Regions from separate parts of the Arachis hypogaea genome. Here region 2 is linked to region 1. A link is a contact called in public Hi-C data. All regions are on one chromosome and are shown on one strand. Each heading gives the region's core, a stretch centred on a gene start, on an enhancer-like site or on the middle of the called end of the contact. The rest is flanking DNA. Distances are from core to core; before and after follow the strand shown.

The links. Hi-C and Micro-C count contacts between places; a contact is called where the count stands out from the background.
Region 2: a Hi-C map of an unstated tissue shows a contact between it and region 1, with 4 times the contacts expected there. The contact joins the promoter of LOC112750220 here to the enhancer-like site in region 1. A contact is called at or near these places in 2 of 8 Hi-C or Micro-C datasets (leaf and an unstated tissue).

What each region holds. Positions count from the first base shown.
Region 1 is chr15:42,485,225-42,487,924 of arahy.Tifrunner.gnm2.J5K5, forward strand. No RefSeq gene overlaps it. Among protein-coding and RNA genes, the nearest start is that of LOC112750219, 7.3 kb to the left of the region's middle. Within about 2 kb of position 1,352, at least 1 of the 3 cell types and tissues checked has open chromatin away from gene starts, as enhancers often do.
Region 2 is chr15:42,936,112-42,938,811 of arahy.Tifrunner.gnm2.J5K5, forward strand. LOC112750220 reads right to left here and starts at 1,377. Exons shown (of 9, transcript XM_072216182.1): 1 at 1,045-1,377; 2 at 764-951; 3 at 1-588. The coding sequence starts at 1,327. The coding sequence ends at 553.

The DNA.
Region 1 (2,700 bases), core at 102-2,601:
AATCGCATTTGTTTATTGTTACAATCTCAATATAATAAAGATGGTTAATATTGCTATTAATATTATATGTAAAGAGTAATAGAAAATAGAATTTAAAATACTTATAAAATAAAAGAAGAGAAAGAATTGTAGTAAAAATATAAGGAGAAGAGTATTTGATTGCAGCATAAAAGAGGATTGATTTATTTGTAAGAAAGGGAGAATGGTATTTTGTTCTGTTGTTATGTAACTTTCAGAGCTTAAACCTCTATTTATAGATGTACATAGGATAGATTTTCAAATGCTTATTAAAAACATTCTTCTTTGAGAATACTACACCGCCCTTCATAAATGGACATCCACGTAACAAATCTTATCTCAACAAGCCCAATTTTTTTCCCACTAAAGATAGTAGTTGAAGAAAGTGATACAGTCATGAACCAAAAAAAAAAAAAGTGATGCAGTTGCCTTTTTTAGCCTTTATTTATTTATTTTAACTTTATTATTATTTGTACAACTTTGTGTTGCTTCATCTTAATTTTTACTCTCTATCAATATCTTTACGGTGACTTTTCAATAAATTAATTAAAATAATATTAAACCCAAACGATTCTTTGTTATAAGTATGGTTTTTTTTTTTTGTATTATGTGTATTTTTAATATATGTGTGTAAAGTTGGTCTCTGGTTTTGGGTCAAGAAGTTGGTTCTAGATATTTGTATGAAGCCCAAGAAAATTGGTTACAGATTTAATACAAGCTTACAAAGGGTTTATGGGTCTGTGAGCCTTATATGAAACAGGGGGTGTCCAGCAGGTATCCGTCAAAATATCATTTTTTGGCTGTGGACCTAAGTTTTGTTTAAAGGTTTACTGTTAGTAAATAGATAAGATGCCAACGAGTTATAGCTCAAATGACATAGTTTTCTTATACTCACTTAGAAATTACGGGTTTGAATTTCTCTATCTTTGATAGTAAAAAAAAAAAAAAAACCAGATAGGGGTGGCAACCGGACGGGTAGAGGCGTGTTTTTACTCTACCCGATCCCCCGTCGCCCTACAATAACTCGCATAGAATCCGTCCTGCTTCTATCCTCGGAAGTACTTGTTCCACCCCTACCTGTCCCTATAATTATTAAAATCCAATAAATAAAATAAATTTTTAAAATTTATATAACCATCGTTACATACATATCATAAATTATAAAATTTTAAATATGATATAATATTATTAATCATTTAACTAATTATTTTGCATATATTACACATATTATATATATATATATATATACTAGAACGAGTAAGAGAAGGTATTATCTAAACCCGATCCCGTTCCGTACCATCCAAAAATTCGTCCTGCTATAAATTCCCCTTAGTACGGGACGGATAATTACCTGCCCCTAGGGCTGGCAATGGGTAGGGTAGGGTAGGGTAGGGTAGGGTAGAGTTTGGGTTCTACTCTAACCCTACCCGCGGGTTGAAAACTTTTTTAAAATTCTACCCTATCCCTACCCACGGGTTGAAAATCTCTCAACCCTAACCCTACACGCACCCTAAAGTTCTAAACCCTATCCTACTTGACCCTACCGAAGAAAAATAAAAAAAAATTAAGTAAATATAAAATTCAACCATTCTAAATTTCATACATATTAATAAAATAGAAAATAAAATACTAAATTTAAATTTAAATTAAAAATAATAAAATCTTAAAGAAATCCAATATAAAACTACAAATAATATAATCATCAACTAACTTAGTGGTTATTTCAAGTTTTTATAAGAGAAAGATTGTGAGTTCAACACTCACTTTCTTCACTACATACATAACTTTTACATATAATATTATATAATATATTAGGGATGTAGATAGGGTAGGGTAGGGTATATCCTAAACCCGTACCCTAAGATAAACTCACATTCTATTCTACCTTACCCGCAGCAAGTCGGATAGACAATAACGGATTAGTCCGAATTAGATACCTACAAATAAGATATATATTGCCAGCCCTACTTGCCCCAAGTGAGTAGAGACAGATGAATACCCACAAATTCAAATAGTGTTACCATCTCTATAAATAAATTATAAGATTCAAACTTCAAATATTTATTTAAACAGATTAGCAAGTTAATTACTAGATCAACCAAAGCATAATTTTAATAAAAAAAGCTACGACCAAAAAACCAATTAGAATTCCAGTCGACAAATATATAGAAACCGACCAATAAAATAAAACAAGAAGCGGACACAAACAAAAATAAGAAGAAATTAGTGTATCCTCCGAAAGAAAAAAAAAATCAAAAATAAAATAAAATAAAATCAGAGGAACGTGCATTATTGAATAAAATAATATTTTCAAGAAATAACTAGATATTTTCTTACTTGACGTTGCAGCTTTTTTCTCAGTATCTCACTCTCATTTTTCTTCAATCTCTATTTCACTTTCTTCTTTGCGTTTCCCATAAAATCTACTATACAAAAACTTAGCTAAAAAAATGAAAACACCTTGTCTTTTGCCAAAAAGTTATTATTATTATTATTATTATTATTATTATTATTATTATTATTATTATTATTATTATTATTATTATTATTATTATTATCCATAACGAAGACTTTGAACGGCAGAAAATTAAATCATAGGGTGCTTGACCTTTTAAAACCGTAGATATAGGCATAGCCCAAATTTTGGGCACATGCTAATGTATGTTTAGGGTTCAACATTTC
Region 2 (2,700 bases), core at 127-2,626, 450 kb after region 1:
TAAAGGAAAAGCGCAACAAGCTACTAAGAAACTATCCATAAATAACCGATGGAGAAATCAACGCTTATAAGTGAACAAAAAATGAATAATGGAAATTACATTATTGTGCTTATTTTCCTTCCCCTACCAAAACAAGAAGATTATAGTGCCACTTTAAAAGCCTCAAACTTCATCTAATTGGCTTGGCTAAAAGAGATTGGAACAGAACCAATAGGAACATATGTGACATGTAACAATGAATCAAAGAAAAATTCTCCCTATAATTTATATTTACATTGCATTTGAAGAGGCATAGCTTTCTAGTGATAAGGATTAATCCCCTCACTAAAGACTAATAAAAGCCTTTCAAATTTTATACATGAATAAAAGATCAATTTTATACCTAATTGACATAAATCACCACAGGAAAAGGATAATTATCTTACTCTCCTTCTTGGTTTCTTTTGAAAGTTGTTAACAGAGAAGAGCTTCTTCAAGACCTTCACATTCACCACCATGCTAGGCCTATTGATATTCTTAGTTGCTGGAACTAGTGCATCATTATTATTGTTATTATTGGCAAATCTTGATGAAGCTGGAGTAGCACATCTGAAATCAATAGATCTTCTATTATCACAAAACTTAATAATACTTTATCAAAAGCCTAGAAATCAAGGAAATTAGATTCTTAATTTGACAGTGAACAAAAACAAACCATTGATAGAAATTTAGGAATTTAAAAACCCTAAAATTTAGTAAAAAAGTGAAAAGAAGAAAGAAAGACCAATGTGGCACTGGCGAATGAGGACCATGGCGTGGTGGATTGACTTGGCCACGCCGAACTTGAAGACGAGAGTCTGGAGGCGGTGCTCAAGGAAGTTCTTGACAGTGAGAGCGAGGACGTAATCGCGGAAGTTACACAGAAGGCAGCACCAAATCGCAGAAGCTCGCTAATGGCAGTAACAATGTTGCCTGCAGAGGCGAGGTGATAAACAAAGCAGCAAGGAGATGATAAGCGATGGCTAACCTTCAGATCGAAGCCAGAACAAGATCGTAGAAGCTCACTGAAGGCTGCGGTACGATGTTGATAGGTGTCGCGAGGGGATGAGCAGCGGCAGGGAGATGAACGATGGCGGTGAATTAAGCGGCAGCAACAAATATTCAAATCGAAGTCAGATCGAGAACTAGATAGAAGCTCAATGAAGGCAGCAACAATAGCGTTTCTTGCAGCGGCGAGGAGATGAGAAGCGATGAGGGGATGAATGATAGCGAGGAAATAACTGGCAGCGAAGTGAGGTGAAGGACAATGGCGTGAGATAAACGGCGGAGAAAGATTAGGGTTTGTCATTTACATTACCCACAAACTCCTCATATATGCAGCAATACATCATCCAAATTAAAAGAGAAACGGAAAATGATAGGGGCGGTTTTAAACCGCCAGAATCAACTAAAACCGCTAAAAAAATATGAAAATTTTGGCAGAGACTAAAAACGCCGAAATTGGCAGAAAAATGGCATTTTTGTGTAACCGCCATAAAATTATTGCCACTTCAATCCAATTTTTTTGTAGTGTCTTTCCGGCCTCCGACCCAAGATTCACAGCCTCTGGCCCAAATTTACAATTTAAATGCATATTCCACAAACTAATATTCATTATCCAATTCATCAAATTCTCAACACACCAAACATACAAATTCACACAATTCTCAACCCAATCTTTAATTTATATTACATATCAACTATACATATTAGTACCAACCATTTACACAATCCAAACTTAATCTTAGGAGCATCTAGTCTAGGAATTCTCATCACACCACATGGTACTTAAATGAAACTTAAACCGTACCTCTTATAGCCAAAATAATTGAGCTTCTTCTTGGAAGTCTCCACCAACCCTTAGCTCCAACCCTTACCAAGGCCCCACAAGCAATACCAATCTTCCAATTATGCACCAAAATCACCCAATACTCTAACATAATCAATTTTTACACTTATAATCAACCTACGGTTTATGAAATTGATAAATCACAAGGGTTAGAGGGTTCCTTACCTTAACCCACAAAATTGGTTGATGAAACTCACCAATGGCTCATATTAGAGCACTCATAAACAATCAAAATCATAAAATTACTCAACACCCATAGCCAATCACGTTTTCAGAGGAAAAAATTAAAACTGGACAGAGAAGAACGAAATACTCACTACAAAACTTAGATAGAATTATAGAGGATAAAAAGAGCGACGCGTGGCTGCAAACGGCTCGTCAATCGGAGTTTCAGATCAAAAGTTATGGTGATTTGAAGTTTGATGGATTTAGGATTTTCTCTCTTCTTCCTCTCTTCCCCATTTTAGCGCCCCACACCCCTTTCTTTAGGATAAATGAGCTGAAATACTCATAACTAATGTTTATATATGTTGGTCTTGGATCCACTTAGGCCCGGTTCACTTGTTTTAGTCCGTTGGCCCAACTTTGGGCCAAAACCTTTAAGATTAGAGTTTTAAATCGTATTTTAAATATTTCTACATTCCCAAATCATAAATTCTCATTTCTTAAAATTATTCACTTTAATTAATTTTCTCAGCCACAGTACCGGACAGATCGTAGCCGGTACTGCCGGTCAAATTTTCAGTGCGCATTTTTATTCAGAAAACTATATTTTTCGACTCAGAAAAATTCACTGAGTCTAAATATTATATTTAAATTATTAAATTCCGATT